Linked DNA regions of Drosophila melanogaster: region 1 is linked to region 2. The links are chromatin contacts, called in public Hi-C maps. All regions are on one chromosome and are shown on one strand. The core of a region is the stretch at or near the end of the contact, and the rest is flanking DNA. Distances in the headings are between cores, read along the strand shown. Region 1 holds the start of CG8188. Region 2 holds the start of Ankle2 (Ankle2,).

What was found. Hi-C and Micro-C count contacts between places; a contact is called where the count stands out from the background.
Region 1: a Hi-C map of the Kc167 cell line shows a contact between it and region 2, with 2.1 times the contacts expected there. The contact joins the promoter of CG8188 here to the promoter of Ankle2 in region 2. A contact is called at or near these places in 5 of 107 Hi-C or Micro-C datasets (the Kc167 cell line, the S2 cell line, head and 1 more).

What each region holds. Positions count from the first base shown.
Region 1 is chrX:17,700,856-17,704,215 of dm6, forward strand. CG8188 reads right to left here and starts at 1,922. Exons shown (of 3, transcript NM_001298455.1): 1 at 1,346-1,922; 2 at 451-921; 3 at 1-310. The coding sequence starts at 1,354. The coding sequence ends at 161. It overlaps par-6 (par-6,), which reads left to right and starts at 2,497. Exons shown (of 3, transcript NM_133010.5): 1 at 2,497-2,870. The coding sequence starts at 2,796.
Region 2 is chrX:17,577,447-17,580,805 of dm6, forward strand. Ankle2 (Ankle2,) reads right to left here and starts at 1,783. Exons shown (of 10, transcript NM_132993.3): 1 at 1,659-1,783; 2 at 1,067-1,321. The coding sequence starts at 1,298. It overlaps CG12991, which reads left to right and starts at 2,415. Exons shown (of 6, transcript NM_001272721.1): 1 at 2,415-2,651. It also overlaps asRNA:CR44124.

The DNA.
Region 1 (3,360 bases), core at 672-3,171, 120 kb after region 2:
CTTTGATCCTGTCGCCTTTCACCTGTTTGTAGGGTTTACGCTCGCACTCATCCATTCTTTAACATCTATCCATTCATACGTATCCGACGTGTTCTGCTACTGCTTACTACTTACTGCTCCTGGTTGATTAGCTAGTCCATGGAACTCCGCCTTATGCCTCTCATAATCTCTTCAGCATGCGTTTCTTCTCCTTGAGCAACTTCTCCTTCTTCTTGTCCTGCAGCTTCTTGTCCAGGCCCGCATGCTTCTTCGTCGAGGGTCCACCATCGTCTTTGGCATCGCCAACAGCGCCTACACCGCATTTGGCAGGCTAAAATAAAAGATATACATATGTATGAGCTAAGTGTGTAAAGCAGCGTGATAAACAATATCATATTGGGATCATTCAACACCTTATGCTAGTATTCCAATGATACACAATCATAACAGAAGGGAAAACCCCTAATTTACCTGGGCATGGATCTCTGTCATCATGCGCGCCCTCTGTGAGTAGTCATCGTATCGTTCCAACAGCATCTTGCCGGCCTCCTCGTTCAGCGCCGATTCCGGATTCGGGACAATAAGCAGGCATTTGATGGTGAGCAGAATGTGCTTGATGCCCAGATCCGGCTTCCAGTCCTTCTTTAGTGTGTTCACACAGATCTCCCCGTTGGCGGCCACATTCGGATGAAAGATCTTGGTGAGGAAGTACGCCTTGGGTGGCGTCAGCGGGAAGTCCTTGTTCAGCGTCAGTTTGACGCGGAAAATTCCAGCGGCGTACGGAGTGCCAGCAGGTCCATCGATCAATGCCTGAATATCCGTCACATCGCTCTCATTGATTAGCACCTTGATGCCTTCCGGTGGCGTGGTTTCCATCTCCTGCAGCTCCCTCATCACCTGCCTTATCGTCTGCGGCGACAGGTTCTCCACATTCGAGTATTGCTGCAAATGGGGGAATGGCATTAGTATGGAATGGCAAAAGTTTATATATACAAAAATTGATTTTAATGACAGGGTTGAGTCATTATTTCTAGTTGGAATTGTACTTATTGGAACATACGAACTTTAAAAATGGATGGCAAGTACAGTACAGTACTTGTAGGCAAGGATTATTACATACAAACTTAACTAACAAAATCACATGTCTCCACAAACAGGGTATTTATTAATGAAATTCATACTCTTAGTATGCTGGAAAGTATTTGTAAGGACGCGATTTTAAGCTCTCACTACTAAACCATTCATAAGATTAAGAAGCATCTGTTGGATAGGATTCTTTACAATCACGGATACAACTTCTTAAGAATCGTTTCGTATTATTATTATTAGAATGCTAACAATTATGTGAGGAACATGCTCATCCTACCGAACTCATGATGTCTGAATTTCCTGCTGCTGTGCGTGTGTGTGTCTGTGTTGATGCGGGCCTGCGCTGGTGTGCGTGCGAATCGCTGTCTCAAGGTTTCAGTTTCGTCAGCTTATTCCTGCAGCTGAGCTCTTCGGCTCTCGGATAGTCGCAATTTCACCGCCTTTTCCCAGCTGCCTTGGAAAAGTGGTCCCAAAATATATGAATATGTGCGTTGTGGGCTGGCTTTAACTATTCCTTTGCGTGTAGACTCCTTATGCTTCCTTTGGCCCCGCTAGTCTCCTTGTCTGTTGTTTGGGTTTATGTTTTCACACGCACTCGTTTAAAGACTATATATATATATGTATTTGGTATAGCACCTCCTCTCGAAAATCTTGATTTTTAGTTTTTCTAGCGACTTAAAATTTTGTTTCGTTGGTTGCTTTTGTTTTGAAATCGATTCGCTCAACTTTGTCGTAGCTGCTGTGTGACCTATCTCGACTCTGGCGTTCACATCTAAACAAATTCAGTTGTCTAATTGGACACTTCACGCTCGACAACAACACACAAAAACAGTTTCATTTTACAGTAACCCTCGTCGCTGGCGCTGCGCTACAATTGGGGCATATTCGTGCTGGCGTCTTGCCTGCCTTCGATTTAAAAGCGGGTTTTTATTTATTTATTTAAAAAACGTCTTTGATTAAAACTGAGCATTTAAATATAGCTAATTCTTGTCTTGTAACAGTTAAGCCTCTTTTTTCGTGCAAACAGCAGCCACTTTGCAAATGTAGCGCATCTGAAGATCCACCCAGCCCACACAAACAAACTGTCTCTACACTAACGCAGCAACATGGCTGCTCAGACTCTATCGATATATCGATATATGCACAACATCGGTTCATGCCTAAGTTACTCTGGGAAATATTTAAAAACAAACAAAGAACATACCGTTATTAAAAAAAAAAACTTATTGTTGTGATAAATTCAAAACCTTTGCTAGCTATATTGAAAACAAATTATTATTATTTCTAAGTCTTTTTAGATACTTTCATTGTTGTTTAAATCTATTGCTTATAGCATATTTGTGGTATTTTAGAAAACTGAAATGGTATATTTTGGTTTTGCATTCCCCACGGTCACTCTGGATCTATTACCATCCGATAACCGATAGTGCCTACCAATATCGAAGTACGATAGTGCCCGATAGGTTCATCCATCCATTTTTTTTATTTAATTAGTTTTAATTTAGATTTCTAACTCTAATTTATTGGCGGCCCCCCACTATCGTCGCTCCCCGCCATCGGTACGCTGCACTTTGGTTCGGTTTCGGTTCGCATCGGGCGTATCGGTTCGATTTCGATCCTGAAGATCAGATCAGAATCTGCGGAACTCAACTGCCGTGTTTTGTGTTGTGTGTGAGGAACGGAGAGGAAAACTGTCAGTGCACTCTTGATCGGGCGGATCGGAGAAAATGTCGAAGAACAAGATAAACACAACGTCCGCAACGGCGGCCAGTGACACGAATCTAATCGAGGTGAAATCGAAGGTGAGTCCTAACTTTCGTGGCCCCCGGATTCCACGCCCCTTTCTGCGGCGCTGAGCTGCTGATTCATGCGCTCAGGAATGGGATTAATAGCTTAAATTGGAGTTCTGTGCGTGGAAAGGGGGTCTTTAGTCTGAGGAGCAATGTGTCTACCAATTTGGGAACTCCTATCTGTTGAGCTCGATTGTGTCAAAGCGGCCAGAGCAGGGATTAATGCTTGGAGTGCGAGGTGTGAGGAGCAACTGGTTTCCATCTTAGAAGCACCCCAAAAGTGACAATTTGCCCTTGCGAATGCATCTTACTTGTCGGAATTCCTGAGCTCTGATATGGATTGTTGCAACACCCTTTATTGCTTGGGCTCTTTGCCTGAAAACCAATCTGTTGCGCCTTACTCAAAAACTACCCTGTTTCGTTCATTTTCTGTAATTTTACAGAGAAGGAAACTTCAGTTATTAATTAGTCAAGGTACAATTCTTCAAGATAAACTCCAGTA
Region 2 (3,359 bases), core at 533-3,032:
GAATTTTAGAATATTAAGATAATTGTTAAGTAACCCATAATTATTCTTGTTAAAAAAAAATATATATAAGGACCTATTATTTTGACCGCAGCTGTGTGACTGCTGGAACATAAATATGGCAGAATGTGGGTGCTGACAGGTCAAGGTCCTCGTAATGCATCCAATTTGGGCATTGCCTGGAATGGGAACTGGATGATGTCGATGTGGAAGTGGAATGAACTCGCCCCAATCGGTTTTTTGTTTTCGAATCGCATATAATTGGATTAAAGAGCGAACGACTGAGAGCAGGAGAGTTGCATTTAATTAGACAGGTAATCGCCATCGTTCACCATTTGTTTACAATTAAATCGAAAGACCGCTCCCAGACAAGGAAATCGACTGTGCGAGCGGGACAGCTGGGCAAGCCCCGATTCCGACTTTTTTCTCGAATCTCAGAAGTTTTGAACACACACATGTAAACTTCTTCATGGGCTGTTAGTCATGGAGGAACAACAGCGCAAAACGAAACTTATAAAAATGCAACAGTTGAATTACCCTATATGTAATTTATCCCAGTTAATACATTTCATATATAATAATATTTAAGCACTTAATTTACCAAAAATGTGTAATATGCACTATTAGGTTCATTAAAATAACGACTTGAAAGAACGAGTTATCCATATGCTGAACAAATTTCGATCAGGTATATTCTGCATAAATGGGAATAAAATTTCAACCCCTTATAAAACAAACATTATTGCAGAAATTCGTCAAGCAATTCAGGTTTAGTTTCAAAACAAAACCTATGCAATTCCGATCATGAACATTCCTGTTGCTTGGAAACTTCAACCCTCGACTTTTAAATTTGGTTTTAAAAGTATGTGTATGAATCATAAAACCTCCCACTTGCTCCATACGACACAATTGTTTAAAAACAAAAGCACACGAATACCCATCAACGAATCGACCGAACGTTCGCGCATGACCCCCGATTACAGGGTATCACAATAGCAACAAGCGGCAAATAACTGGAACGCAAAACACACACATATACCGACACTCGCTTCATCTCGTTCGTACTTACGTGGATAGTCGGGATCCTCGTACTTGGTGGCAGCACTGCCATCGTCTGCGTTGCCCGTTTGCACGGATGCCGCCGAGCCGGATGGCGATCCCGATGCTACTGATGCCGATCCAGACGCCGGATTGGATGGCTTTATGTTCACCGCGGCTATGGAGCCGATGCACTGCGACACCGATCCCTCAAAACAGCCCGCTTTGGAGGTCGGGATATAGACCCCGAAATAGGTCGACATCTCTGCGTAAAATGGCGGATGCACTGCAAGGTAAGCGGTTAAAATGGTTTGACATCAACACCAAATAACAGGCAACTTCTTCACAACTCCGTGAAAAAATGTAAAGTTCCGCTGATGGCAAGCGAAGGCAACGGTAAAAATAGGGTAACATCAACCACAAAATGCCAGGAACTCTACTGTCCCGTTTTGTTGTTGTTTTCGGCTGCACTCCTCCACTCGCACGCACACAAACACAACAACGCAAAAAAAAAACGGAAAAAAAACAGCACACGCACATCAACAACCAGCGACGCGAACTCACGAGACCTGGAAGACCCAACGAATCGGCGGAATCACAAACATATATCTTGTTATTCTTACCTTTTAGCACAAAGGGCACAATACATGAAACAAAACCCAATAATCTTAAGCGTCTTTCAAACAAAATGTGCACAAACGAAATTAAATTAGAGGCGGACTGTCAGCGAATCTAGGTGTGGAGTAATATCGATAAAAAGTATCGTATGACTAGCTGACTATTGCAGTCAATTTCGAATTGCAGATCAAATTGAAATATTCTAAAACACTTGCATGAAAATTACGCGAGATTTATATACAAAGCTATAGCGATGATTGGATATCGGAAATTCAAATTGATTGTTACACAGAGGGATTCAGACATGAGAAGTGACACTTTATTTTAAGTCTTAAAAGGTATTTTGGTTGTAAGTTAGTATTACGTTATTCATAAAACGTACAAATGAGGCATTCCCCCAACTTTCCTCTTAATCATATAGCCAAGCAAAACATTTGATGGTTTGAGTCAAGGGTGCTATCAATACCACTGGTATTTTCTTAGTATTTTGTAACATTTTTAAATGCACCGCCTTGAATTTAGTCCTCTTAATTTGTTCATTAACTTTGGCCACTCACAAGCCTAGCTTAAAGTTAGTAACAGTTGCCCTGCTTATCCGCTTCTATCCCTTTTACACTTTTAAATACAGTTTGAATTTCATACGTTGGTTTGGGTCTATGGTGAATTGGTTGACGATTGGTATCTTTTTGGTATTTTATAAGGCTCCCCATTTAACGGTGGGGATTTTTCGGACATATTTCAACGACCGTCGACGGCTGCAAACATAACGTTCGTGGATTTCGTGGGGAATAGCGGTCGACTCGCGCGGTCTCATTTTTTTAACGTGCTTGTGTTGTGTGTGTGAATGTGTTTGGCGTGCGGCTAACACTGTTGTTGTCGAATTGTTGTTGTTGTTGGTAAAAACTTGCGCGCCATTACTAACAGTAAATTAAAGGAGTATCACTGCTAAAAAAAAAAAAATTGAATACACGCAAATTTGAAAGCTGCGACCCAAAAAGGTTTGTTTAAGTCTTCTAGTCAATTGTCTGATTATATTTTGTTCCCTTTTTCCTTTTTTTTGGTAGCTCAGGGATACACATACCCAGCAGGGGTGTGTTTTCCTGCGTGCGGGTGTATGCGTGTTTGTTTGTGTGTTTTGAACCTGTCCTCTTATTCTTGGCTAAAAATCAATAAAATAAAGCAAAAGTCGAAACAACAAAAGCTGCAGGTCCTTTCAATCCATGTGTACGTGTGTGTGTGTGTGAAAAGGGTACTGATATTCAGTGGATTTTTTTTGCACTCAGTAAGCAGCTGCAATAACTAAATAAATAAAAGACCGTTAAACGAGGCTCACTTAGTTAGTCGAGCATGGCCAAAAAGCCCGAGTTGCCAATTGCCAATTAGAAGCCCAAAACAAACGAAGATACAGTGAGGCACGACTAACGGTAATTAGGCGATTACCCCCTGTAAATTGCACCTGCATTAACCGTTCGTTTTGCAAAACATTTCCCGTTTCAAATGGCCAAGCTAATTGCCATTTTAAAGTGCCCAATTGTTTTCGATTTTCGCATTCGTTCCTGATCTACTAATCCCGAATTGATTGCCACCAATTGATTCCAATTTTAAATCCTTCCTCTTTTTATTATCAATCATTATATATAGTATTATCAATGTTAATTATATACAGATATTTTCAATTTATAGCGACTTATGACGATCGAATCCTC